Regions from separate parts of the Mus musculus genome. Here region 2 is linked to region 1. Evidence: chromatin contacts called from public HiChIP or PLAC-seq data. All regions are on one chromosome and are shown on one strand. Each heading gives the region's core, a stretch centred on a gene start, on an enhancer-like site or on the middle of the called end of the contact. The rest is flanking DNA. Distances are from core to core; before and after follow the strand shown.

Region 1 (6,575 bases), core at 1,567-4,066:
AGAGGATTCAACTTTGTCTCTCTTATGATAGCAATGGCTAAGATTAAGCGACCTTGCTGCTCACAAACAGCCTCCTCACAGGAGAGGGAAAGCCCCAAGGAGAATTGGAGTATTGGTCCAGAAAGTCTTCCCAGAGCTGGGCCAGACAGCAGCCGGTGGTTTCCATGCTCATGGGCACAACAGGTGGCTGGTCACAAAACCCCCATGCAGTGAGTCACAAAGTCATGTCCTGTATGGTTTCCTGCCTCTATGGGGACAGCAGGCACTGCTCAGCCCAGCCTAGCCCATCACCCTAGAATTCACACACCAGGTAGGGCAGAGAAGGTGTACTCCGATGGAAGACAATTGGATCTGTCATTACAGCCATGGCCATGGGTCAACCAGGCTGGGACCTTCAAGTGGAGCCACTCTGAGTCTACCGTCCTCCAAAGGGGCATGCCCAGCTGGTATGTCCCTGGCACACCTCCACGCCTACTCCCTATACCTGAAACCCTCACACAAACAAATGACGATGCTCATGACAGCCGCCAACTCTGTGCGTTTCACACACAGCGTCTGGCTTTTAAAAAAAAATCACTACTATTATCTCTTGCTGGCAAAGGAGGCTCAGAGGGGTGAAGGAAGCAGGTCGATGGAACTCACAGAGCCAGTGCTTGGCTGCCTGCCTCCTGGCTCTAATGCCAGTGTAGTCACCATGGCCTGCTGTGATGCGGGAGCAGCTGCATGGTCCAGCTTACTCCCCTAGGGACCTACGCTCTGGATTATACTCCGGCCCAATGGCAGCTCAAGCTCACGTGGAAGATCTCAAAACAGCATCCACAGCACAGAAAAGAGCAAGCTGCAGCAGTGGCTCCCGTGTGGCCTTGGCTCAGCTGCTTGCCCTCTCTGGGTGTTTGAAGACCTGCAGTGGTTAGATCACAGCTCCCCCTAGCCCACTTTCTGCAGCATCAGTACTGCCACGCCCCTTTTTGAGCCACCTGTTCCAACAGCTCTCATCCCAAGCCTTCACCTGCGTACGTCCCCAAGAACAGAAAGCCCCAAATCTCCACTCTTCTGACTCTTCTACTAAGGTCATCTAATTAATGTCCATATCCAGCTGTCTCTGGCTTAGGGTCCCATTGGCTGTGGGTGGAGCCAGCTAGCTCAGAACCTTCCTAACAAAATGGCCCCGGGGGCTGTATGAGGTCAGGGTCCCAGGTTCCTGTCCAGAAAGCAAAAGCAGCCAAGGCTGGGGTAGCACTGAGGCGTCTTGGAGAAGTCCATCAGGCCTGGGATCTGAGCCCAGCTATATGCACACGGGTCCCCCAAGACCATGCTCTATGACAAGCCCCAAGGGAAAAGGGAAGGGTCCTAGTAAGAGGCCCCAGAGCCCTACAGGGACTCCTGGAGCTGGTGGACGGGAAGAGACACCTATCTGGGTCTAGACAGTCCATGGAAATAAAGGAATTAGGTCGAAACACTTCAACAGGACCACAGCCCTGGCATCTCCAACGACCTCCAGTTACCTCTAGTGTGCTAACCCTACCAGCTAGCTCCTCGACAGGGGCCTGGAGTTTGTCACTCTGGGTGTCCAGGGACCAAAGGGGCAAATAAGAAGAAATGCCTCCCCTTATATCAATTGGCATACCTCAGCCCCAATGTACTAATAACTCTAGGGTAGAGTGTCTAGCATGGAGAAAATCTTAAGTTCAGTCTCCACTGTAGAGGAAAAGAGAGAGAGAGAAAGAGAGAGAGAGAGAGAGAGAGAGAGAGAGAGAGAGAGAGAGAGAGAGAGAAACTAACTTCGCGGGCTGTCTCCCTAGCGCTGGACCCCAGAAGATGTAGGCTCCTTACTTTCCTGAGCCCACAAAGTGACCCTGCAGGAAGCGAGAAGCTCTTACTGAGACACCAGTCACATCTGAACACAGATCCTGGGAACCCTAAAGCCTCAGGCTGTGCCACCTCTGTGCTTTGCCAATCCAGGAGGCCCTGACACCGTTTCTTATCTCCTGGGATCTACACGCTCAGTAGCAAACGTACGGAGCTGCTATTGTGTCTCTGGCAGCAGCGGAAGGATTTCTTTCTAGAACTTCCCCAGGACCAGGACCAGCATAGAAGAAAAAAACAGTCCCTTGGGCAACTTTTCTAAAAGCTGGTGCAAAGAGCTGTGTGTTAGAGTTGGAGGTGGGAGGCAACAAGGAAATGCCAGCATTAGCCAGCTCCTAGTGTTAAGTTCTGCGGGTCTATGGAGACAGCACTGGCCCTGGGGTCTCTCCTGGCGCCAAACCCCTTAGGTGGTCCCCAGCCGGCTCCCTCACCCGCCCCACCTCCCTGGTCGAGAGTTACAACTTGCAACTGGAGACGCCAGGCAGAGAACTAAGGGGTGGAATGGACTTACCTGGAGTTGGAGGCCACACAGCAGGGGCCAGGGATGCAATTGCAGAAGGCCAGGGGTAGGGGAGGAAGGGGCTGATTTTGTCTGGGGGGAAGGGGTGGCACAGTGCGGCACATGGGACCCACACGCTGTCCCACACAGTGACGCGGCTTACCCGATTGATCTCCTCGAGCCTCTTCTCCTGCCGGGCTTTGAGCAAACCGAACGCCTTCCCTCCTGCGGGAGACAAAGAGTCGGCGGGGAAGCTAGGGTACCAACCGGGCCACGCGCCCCCTCCGAGTTCCCGCGCGCGCCGCACAGCGCACACAGGTGGCGACCCAGGGACGTCCGGCGCGGGATAGCGCGGGGACAGCAGGCGCCTACCTTGGAACCTGTTGCTGAGTGCGACCGACATGGTATGAGCCCGACTCCGGACAAGGCCAGGGACAACAGGGAGGAAAAGTCGTCTGGTCCAGACCTTCGGCAGCGTGTGGCGACGGGACCCAGGGGCGGAGGGACCTCGCGGCCGGACACACCCCGCCCCTCCGGCGGCCCGCCTCCTGCCCCCCTCCCCGCTGCCGCGCGCACCCGGGGCATCAAAGCCCGCTGTTTAGCCGGACGCTTAGCCCGCCGCCGCCCCTCTGCTGGAGGACGCGGAAAATGCAAGATGGGAACGCCCTCTTTCCCCATCACCAGAAGAGACAATATCACATCTCACTAAGAACTTTGCAGAGCTGGTTGTGAAGATCAAGTGCCAATAGAGGCTGTCACCTCACTGTCACCTTTGCCCGGCAGTGCCACGATAACACCGATATTTTAGATAAATACGTGTGTTGGTGCAAATACGGTGTACCTGACACTTGGTCTTTGTGTGTCATTTCCCCTAACTACAAAGTAGTACCGGTATGCCTACTAGATAGAAAAGTCTGGAAGCTGAAGCTGGGACACGAGTCCTCTAGGGTGGTAAAGAAGCAGCCTGTGACTTGAGGAGAAGCCAGGGTGGGCATGCAAGAACTAGGAACTTGTAAAGAAAGAGATCATGAATTCCAGTGTCCAACCTGAACAGACTAGAGACCCTTTCTAGAGACAGGGTCTCCCTCCATTGTTACATTGTGGACACAGGCACAGATCAGGATTGCCCTAACCATGGGATCCAGGAATCCCTGTTCCCCTGACTTATTTCAAGTCTACACTCCTTAGATTGGGATCCTGGGACCAGCTGACTGTGGGGACGGGTAGCCAAGCTCACACAGGGGAGTCCAGTGGTCCAGATAGAATGCTATGGGGCTAATGGGAGGAAAGATGCTTGCGAGGCAGGGCTCCTGCTCTTAGGTTCCTCCCACTATGCATTCATTCATTCATCTGAAGCTGGGCACTTGACACAAGCTCCCTAAGCAGCAGAATAGGAGAAACAGGAGCAGGGACTGCACTGTAGAAGGTAGGCCCACAAGGGCTTGGGAGTTCAAAGCCTGCATGGTCGTGTTCCCTCTGAAAGCTCGGGCAGGAACTGGACTCAGAACAGGGCCCTATTGCTCTGGTCACAGGCTGCCCATGGTCCCAGCTAGCTGGGTTAGCTGTTGTTGTGTGACCAACTTTTCCTGAGGAGATACAACACACACGTTTACTCACCCCAGTTTAGGAACCCACGAGAGATCCAATTACAGATATCACCCAAGTCCAGCTTGGTGACCCAGTAAGCTTTATTAGGGTTATTTACAAGAATATGGGTGAAGAGTTAACTTACAGAAACAGAAATGACTCACAGACAGCTGTGTTGCCAAAGTCCACCCCCTAGCATGGATGACAGCTCACAAAACTGGGAACCTGGAGCCCGCCGCATGGTCTACAGACAGTGTGACAGGTTGGATGGAGAGTCTCCTTTCCCGGGGCATCAGTTAGTCTAACCAGCAGGCAACTCTACTTGTCTAAGAGTCTTCTTGCAGCTGGGTTCTGCTGAGGCCGGCAGGAAGGGGCCTGGGGAATCCGCTCAGTTTCAGGGAGCTCTTGAAGCTCTTGTTTTGGGCTGTTTACCTCTCTGCCTGAGGAGCCCCCCTACCGGAAGGAATGTTTTCTCCTCAGAGAAGACTGCTCCACAGCTGTTCCTGGCTGTTCAGTGGGATAGGACAGGGGCCATCCCAAGTTCTACTGCTCAGCTGGCTGCTGAGTTAGACAGATGTTCAGCTGCTGCTAGCATTCCCCTCCGTCATGTGCAGCCCCACCTCTGGACCTTCTGAGTGGCTCTGCATACACCAGGCATGACCATACCGCATGAGTCACTTGGCAGGCCTGAGACTTGTTTCCTAGGAAGCCTGGTCTCCGCCCACTAGAGATGCTGGGACCACGCTTTGCTGTACATCATGGCTCAAGTGGGTAGAGGTTGGCCATCCATCAGTGGAGAAACTGGGTTAAGGCCAGAGAAGTGCCGGATCCTGCCCCAGATTTTGACTTTAGAGCTCCCATGTCCTTTATATCACACACCAGATCCTAATTACCCAATCCCGTCTTCCGTCTTTCTACCCCAACCCTGGCAACCTACCATATCAGTCCCACTCAACATAAAATGGCAGCCACACCATCCTCAGCCTCACCTTGACCTCAAGGTTCTCTCTGGAGGGATGCTCCTCTCCTCAGAACACTTTGCCTGTACATATATGGCATGTCTCACCACAAAGCCTTGGACACAAAGTCCCTGGTATTTTGGCCAAGCAGGGGACTTGACCACTCAACATTTGATGTGGGGCTGGAGTGGTGGATCAGCAGTTAAAAGAAGTGTCTGCTTGCTGAACAGTGGTGGCGCATGCCTTTAATCCCGGCACTTGGGAGGCAGAGGCAGGCGGATTTCTGAGTTCAAGGCCAGCCTGGTCTACAGAGTGAGTTCCAAGACAGCCAGGGCTACACAGAGAAACCCTGTCTCGGAAGAACAAAAAAGAAGAAGAAGAAGAAGAAGAAGAAGAAGAAGAAGAAGAAGAAGAAGAAGAAGAAGAAGAAGAAGAAGAAGAAGAAGAAGAAGAAGAAGAAGAAGAAGAAGAAGAAGAGAAGTGTCTGTTTGTTCACCTGGGTTTGGCTTCCATCACTCACATGGCAGCTATCAGCTATCTGTAACTCCAGTTCCAGAGGACCTGAAGCATGCATGTGGTTCCCAGATATGCACGCAGGCAAAGCACACATACATATAAAACAAAAATGAACAGAATCTCAAAATAAAAATAATAGCTGAGCAATGGTAGTTCACACCTTTAATCCCAGCACTTGGGAGGCAGAGGCAGGCAGATCTCCAAGTTCGAGGCCAGCCTGGTCCACAGAGAGAGTTCCAGGACAGCCAGGGCTACACAGAGAAACCCTGTCTTGAAAAAAAAATGAATAAAAAAATAAAAATAATGAGCTGATGATATGCATGCCCAGGGCTTTGTAGAGGATGGAGGAAGGGTGCAATATCATCAACCATTATGTACAAGAAAGACAAGGAAAGCTAATTTGTAGAGGCAAGGCCTAAGCAAACGGAAAAGAGCCAAGCTGAGGCCAAGGAAGAAGGCAGGAGGGAAAAGCTACCCATCTCAGCAGCCCCAGGCTTAGGTTTCTCTAAAGCCTGGCAGCCTCTCCTAGCCCAGAAGTCCAAATCACCCTCCCAGCGACTTCCACTGTCCCATTGAAGCTAATCTGGTAATCATTTTGGCCTTGTGGCCTAACGCCTTAATAAAATAGAGGATGCTTTACAATCTGCTCTAATCTAAGTTTGCAATGACCGATCCAAGCCAGGCTGTAACCTTGGCTGCTACCTGCCCTCTTATATGGGTCATTCTCCCCCCTCTGTCCCCGTCTCTCCACCCTTCCAGACCCAGGCTCAAGGCCCCCTCCTCTCGATGGTGGCCCTCCTTTCCTCTTACCGTCCTACTGGACAGAATTAAGTTCAGTTCTCTGCCTCAGTGTCTCCACCCTGAACCAGGGAGTGGCAGACGAACTCTTTGTGTACCACCTCTATCCAGGCCCCTCACCTTTGTCTGAAAGCCCCCTGGATCTGAGAAGAAAGGTGGTAGTCACAGTGCCCCTGCTAAGGCCAACACGACAGACCCCAGGATGGCACAAGCCCAGTTCTGCCAACCTCCTTCCCACACATGGGATCACAAATGCAGGAAATCACTACCTGCTTTCCGGGCCAGCCACAGGAAGTGCTCTGTGCATACCCACAGCAGGCCCTGGTCGCCACACTAGCACTGGAGGACCA
Region 2 (6,575 bases), core at 2,836-5,335, 57 kb before region 1:
TCTAGTTTCCTTTGTAAGAAGACTTTTCTCCAATGTAATGTTGGTAAAAACTCATATAAGGCTTGAGTCTTAACTCCAGCTCAGTCCATCCCATGCCACTCTTAACCATCACCATGTGACCTGGGGACTGCATGATGTCAAAGTGCAAAGATTCACCTTGAGCTGTGTCATCCAAAATACACGACCTGCTTCTTCCCATGCTCAGACTGCAGCAGACTCTGGGGATCTGTGCAACTTATCCACCTCCAGTGTGCGCTAGCACTGCACAGCCAGTGCTGGAAACCCCAGGTCTAGTTCCCTACCTGGAGCAGTAGACCTCACTGGTGGGGTCTTCCTTTTGGCCAAGAAGTTCCTCAGTTGGGCCTGTTTCGCCGGGGACAATTTACCTACAAAACAATTCACCAACCCACAAATGCTTAAGCTTTAGTTTTGATGAGCCAGGTTAGATCACAAACTATGCTGGGAGGCTAGGGGGCAGCACTCACCTGGCACTCTGGGAGAAGGCTTGGTGTGAGATTCAATGGTAGTTTTTAGCAGGCATTCAAGGTCACTGTCAAAACTGAAATAGGGCAGTGTTATATCCAAACCAACCACGAGAAGGCTGAAGCTATGTGGTATACACTCTTCTCAATATCTAAGCCCAAGAGAGCAGAGACCATTCACTATAGAAACAAGCTACCTATCAGCACATGAAAGGAAAGCCAACAACTTCAACGCCACACACTCCTGCTCTAAGCCTAATACTGGTGCCTTAGCAAAAAGGACCACTAAAGCCCACACTTGCTGAAAGCAGAACCATGACACCATCAGGGTTAAGTTCTGGGTAAACTGGCTAACTGCAAAGATCTGCACATCTCCGCTCTAAAGCTGAATGGCAAATCTGGGCTTCTGAGGGAAGTTAGAAAATGTAAGTCATGTACGCTCCTGTCGGTCCAGCCGCCTCAGCGCTACTCTGCAGACTGCTACGGCCTGAGCACCCACTTCATCATCAGACACCACACTCCATGCCTTACAGACACAGGCCTACACACACCTGGAAGGCAGCCACTGTCACCCCTGCTCGAGTCAAAGAACTGGAGGTGAGAGGGGGTGAGGAACCTGACCAGGACAACATGCTGAGAGGCAGAGGCGCAGGACTGCCCGAGTCACTCTAAGGCCACCTCACAGGCTCACTGCTCCCTGCCCAGCAGCCATCTCCTGCACACCTGTGACTGTTGCTCTGAGTTGAGAGCGCTGAGGGCAGGCTCCACGGGGCCGTGTGGTTATAGAGACGGAGCTGCTGCAGACTGTCCACCAGCTGATTCAGCCTCTTCCTCTGCTGGTTGATGATCTCCCGGTTGTTGGCTAGCGTGTTGAAAAGTGTCTCTCGTTCTGGCACAATTAGGCGCCTAGTGGCAACAAGGGAAAGAATTAGACACAAGTGGCTCCCTTCTACCCCACCTCATAGGAAGCTGCAATTCTAACAGGGAAATTAATAAAACAGAGAAGCTGAAACATCAAGAGATACTAGGAAGTAAGAGAGCGTGAGAATCACCTGAGAACGAGCTAGACTGAGAAGGCCTATAGCCAGCCATAGTACAGACTGCACAATATTGGAGCATTGGGAAGGACGCAGTAGGAGGAAGACAGGAGCCAACAACAGGCAAACCCTCCTGTGCTCACTTGTGACTTGAGCTTTTCTGTATGCAAGTTACACTCAATAAGGCAGGCTGGAAGTGTGTGGGTCCCATCCCAGTCACTGACTGCTGACTGAGCAAGGTGCTGTTTTCCTTAAGAATGAAACAGTCCAATGGTTGCTGCTGAGTGGCAGGTCTAAAGTCAGAGATTCTTTTGTTTGTCATTATAAACCTTTGAGCATTGACAAAAATGTCTTTTAGCTTGAGAAAAATATACAAATAAAACAAAAATGGGCCCAGGGGTTCATCCCATAATCAGCCACCAAACGCAGACACTATTGCATACGCCAGCAATATTTTGCTTGAAAGGACCCTGATATAGCTGTTTCCTGTGAGGCTATGCCAGCACAAGGCAAATACAGAAGTGGATGCTCACAGTCATCTATAGGATGGATCACAGGGCCCCCAATGGAGGAGCCAGACAAAGTACCCAAGGAGCTGAAGGGGTCTGCAACCCTATAGGTGGAACAACAATATGAACTAACCAGTACCCCCAGAGCTTGTGTCTCTAGCTGCATATGTAGCCTAGTCGGACATCATTGGGAAGAGAGGCCCCTTGGTCTTGCAAACTTTCTATGCCCCAGTACAGGGGAACGCCAGGGCCAAGAAGTGGGAGTGGGTGGGTAGGGGAGCAGGGCAGGGGGAGGGTATAGGGTTTTTTTTTGGGGGGGGGGAAGGATAGCATTTGAAATGTAAATGAAGAAATTATCTAATAAAAAATTAAAAAAAAAACCAAACAAACAAAAAATGGGTAGTTCAAAACAAGTACAAGCCACATGGTTTGTCTGCTGCTGTCTGTCTGGGCATCGGTCTCTCAGCACAGAACGATCAGAATGAAAACTGCTGATGTTCAACAGAAACTTTCAGTTTTATTTCCTTTTCTCGGACCCACTGAGAAGAACAAGGCAGCCAAGAGAGTGAACTTGAGCTCTGCGGAAAGGGACCTGATCAGTGCCGTGCAGCGAGGAGATGGCTGGGGCAGTAACAGTAAAGAAAGCTCGTTTCTGGTAGCATGTGCAGTCTCAGAAAGCCTACTTCTAGGCAAAGCAACGTGTATGAGGGTTAACACACTCATGCTTTTCTGGAGTACTTCCTCGTTCTCAGCACACAGCATTCTATTCCTTCTACAAAGCACAAGCACAAACCAGACCATGACAGGCAGCTGCAAGCTCGCCCGTCTTCAGCATCACTTTAAACAGCCACCTTAATTAATTTTCCCTCATGCTCATGCTTACATTCCCAGCCCTTGGGAGACTGAGGCAGGAGGAATGCCAAGCACCCAAGGCCTTCGGGACAATAAACGGTGAGAGCATTTCTCAAAATGCTAATCAAACAAACAAACCAAAAAAAAAAAAAAGTGGGGGTGGGAAGAAAAATATTTTCTCAAAAGGACAACTTGGAAAACTAACAAATGTACAAGAGGACTGCTCTCTGTTTTCTAAGGTGTGTTTACTTAGTGTGTGTCAGAGTATGAGCACTATGAACATACAGAGCTTGTGCAAAGAAGATGGTCAGATTCCTTGAAGCTGGAGTTACAGGCAGCTGTGCAGTACCCAATGTGGGTGATGGGAATTGAACTCAGGTCCTCTGGAAGATCAGCCAGGACTGTTAACCATTGAGCCATCCTATCCAATCCCATGGGGAATTCTCTTTTTTTTCCATTGTTCTAGGTTTATTTGATGTTTTCCTTGGCATGACACTTGGGTGGTTGGTTCCATCATCCATATTTCATTTCACATAATAATATTGAAATAATCTTACATTTCACAAAATATTGCAATGTACACCACAGACACATAACACATAAATTATCCTGTAGCACAGTTATGTACAAGATATGCATATGAAAGGAAATAAAACTGTAATTCATGTAATGTATGTCAAATAGCCCAAAGAGTTGTTTGTGAGCTTTGAAACCTGGGGCTGAGAACATAGCAGAACAGACCAGGACATGCCCGGGCAGGCCCATCGCCTCCCTATCTCCTACCCCTCTGACCTAAGTTAAATGTTACAGCTGATGTTTAAATGGACCAATCATGTGAAACCGCGCCAATTCCTCCCCCAGCCCCACTCCTTTTCTATAAAAACCCCTAGCTTCCAAGCCTCGTGGTCGAATCCACTGTCTCCTGTTATGTGAGATACGTTTCGACCCGGAGCTCCGCCATTAAAAACCTCTTGTTGTTACATCAAGGTGTTGTGTTCTATTCGTGATTCTTGGGTGCACGCCGAATCGGGAGCTGAGTGGGGGTTTCCCCACTGAGTTCTTTCACATAATGGACTTAGACACTGCAGCCAGGTTATGACTAACTGGGAACTCGCTGGCCTAGGCATGTTTGATATGGGCGCGCAGCTCAGCAATGCAGCAGGCTTACAGGATAACTGAAGCCTGCACAGTTGGCAGTGTGTCTTGGAGACAGTGGGACTGTCACACTAGCCATGTTACCACTACACAAGTCCCACCTGGCAGCAGGGTGGAGCTGTGAGGTGCTTCTGTGAATCTCCCCACAGATCTGCTTCCTCTCTCCAACACTTGTACCTTCCCACTGAAAACATCTGAAATGCTTTTCAATTATTTTATACGTTTGATACAAGATAAAAATCATTCAATGTAATTCCTCAAGAACATGTTATCGGTGGCAACAAAGGGTAACGTATACCTTCTTGATGTTTGGGCTTTGACAATTGAAATGCTAGACATTGAACATGTGGTATAGACACACAGAAGTCAACTGCCTTATCCCCGAGCTACTCTCAACCCTTACAAAATGCATATTCTTTTTTTTGTTTGTTTTCGAGACACGGTTTCTCTGTATAGCCCAGGCTGGCCTTGAACTCAAAGATTCATTCACCTGCCTCTGCTTCCCAAGTGCTCGCATTAAAGGCGTGCACCACCACGCCCAGTTAAAATTCAAGTTATCATTTTAAAATTCCATGCATAAGATGTGATGCAAACTCATTTATATAAATTACAACGGCCATCACTCAGGGTTTTGTAAATGATACATGTAAAGGTGAAATGGCTAAGCAGGAGGAAAGGTGCCTGTGAGATTTTTACTTGTGCTCCTACAAAAAGCGGAGGGGATAACATGTCCTCGCCCTCACCTCTGTCTCTTCTTCTGCTCCAGATGCCGATCCCACTCTAAGTCTAGGACGTCATTCACATCCTGGACAGCAAATTTCACGTACTGGTGAAGGCGGCGAATTTCCTACAAGAGAAAAATTAAAAGGCAAATGATTCATTGTTCTGGTAGCTAGCTGGGTAGCTGGGGGGAAGATGCATTAAAGTATTCAAAAATAATCTTGAAATATTTCTATATTGAGAACTGTATGAACAAGGAAAACACTAGGCTTTAATATATCCATTAAATAAAAGCCATTTAATAAAATGAAAAACGGAAATTCCATTTCTGCAGTAGTGTAACAGAGATGGAGCAGAGACTGGGGGAGAGGATGAGAGGAACAGACGCACCCACTTCCTCTCCCCTGCTGCCCCTGGGAAGGGTGGGACTTGCAGGAGCAGCCCACTATGCTCACTCACAGTGCGCCCATTTAGTTCTCCTCCCCCATTATGAAATGAACTGTCAAGTAGACAAGCTGATTCAACAATTGGTGCTGGGAATACCTCTGACCCTAGATATTCATAGCACAGAACATACAGGCCATCTCACCATTTGAGAAGCACTATTCAAAAATACACAATGCTATCCATACTGGAAGTCAACTCACCACACCTAAAACTCCAACAGGCTGCTAAGCCTGTAATAACACTCTTTCAGCTGGGGGCACAGCTAACCTTCATGGCTATACGATTTTTCACTCAAAAATTAAAAATGGAGCTAATTATTTAATCAACGAAGTATACAGGCACTGAGAACAGCCCAGGAGGCTCTTCACACATGGCACTTATCTGACTGTGGGGAAATGTATTTCACACACATTCTGAGAAAAGTGTTCTGTCTCAACCATAAAACAGAAAATGTCATTTAGAAAGAGCCAAGCTGAATCCAGGGAGGCAGCGGCCTCAAAGGCATTCAATGACCATAGAAGGCTTTCTTTCACCCACCTCAGCCATGACCTCAGGCCTGCACTAGCTGATGCCCTTTCTTCCGAACACGTGCCAACTGGGTGGAGCAGCACCTTCTTCAAAGGCAGGCTGCAACATTTTGCAGTGGCTTCCACCTTGTCATCTGTGGTCCCATGGCAATATACCCCACATGAAAATTGTACGTCCACCTTCCTGATTGTAGCACAGGGGCTAAGGGCATGGCGCAGGCTCTGTTAGTTATGAGCCGCAGTCTGCACTGCAGCACCACCCCTGCTTTGTATGTGGTAAGTGGCCAATTATATTTCCTGCAATTACCTATTTAGCATGGTCAAGAAGACAATTACTCTTTTCTCAGTGTGGAAGCTCAATGCTTTCCTCTAGGCCAGGCAACTGGAACAGAGGCAAAGGGGTTTGTGTGTGGGGCTGCAGTCTGAGAACAGCCCTGGCAAGAAATACCCACAGAGAAAGAGCAGTCAGTGATCCCAAGAGATCACTGAGACCTCTGTAAGAGCCATTCTCTCACCCTCCAGGTGCTGGGAGGACTCCTGGGCATGGGATAGAAAACCAGGAACAGAAGCCTAAGGTCTAAGTCCTCTGTATAGAGGCCCTCACCACACCCACAGACCATGTCTGAAGTGAGGAGAAGCAGGGCTGCCTACGCACCCCTCTGGACTCCATGATGAGTGGAAGGAAAAGATGACCCGTGCACACAGAGGCAAACAAAACTCAAGTAGCTAAAGAGAAATATAAGTGCTACAGCACAGCAGGTGACAGAGCTCCCAGTCCGAGGCTCTGACGGCACTATCCCCAGCGAGCATGAGCTCAGGCCAGACCTCCTTAGCTCAGGATGCACC

What was found. HiChIP or PLAC-seq counts read pairs in DNA pulled down with a chosen protein or histone mark.
Region 2: an H3K27ac HiChIP or PLAC-seq map of embryonic stem cells shows a contact between it and region 1, with 22 read pairs. The contact joins the enhancer-like site here to the promoter of Aif1l in region 1. A contact is called at or near these places in 1 of 39 promoter capture datasets (the HPC-7 cell line), 1 of 484 Hi-C or Micro-C datasets (embryonic stem cells), 2 of 115 datasets of contacts at active chromatin or transcription factors (both in embryonic stem cells) and 4 of 9 other capture datasets (adipose tissue, embryonic stem cells, liver and 1 more).

Annotation. Positions count from the first base shown.
Region 1 is chr2:31,946,544-31,953,118 of GRCm38.p6, reverse strand. It overlaps Aif1l (allograft inflammatory factor 1-like), which reads right to left and starts at 2,816. Exons shown (of 6, transcript NM_145144.1): 1 at 2,738-2,816; 2 at 2,529-2,590. The coding sequence starts at 2,768. Lamc3 (laminin gamma 3) reads right to left here. Exons shown (of 28, transcript NM_011836.4): 28 at 4,036-6,575.
Region 2 is chr2:32,004,996-32,011,570 of GRCm38.p6, reverse strand. It overlaps Nup214 (nucleoporin 214), which reads right to left. Exons shown (of 36, transcript NM_172268.2): 18 at 4,779-4,882; 19 at 1,206-1,388; 20 at 486-559; 21 at 303-386. Among named protein-coding and RNA genes, the nearest start is that of Gm13609, 9.1 kb to the left of the region's middle. Within about 2 kb of position 4,085, at least 18 of the 459 cell types and tissues checked have an H3K27ac peak or open chromatin away from gene starts, as enhancers often do. A contact at or near this core is called in embryonic stem cells, where this site is marked.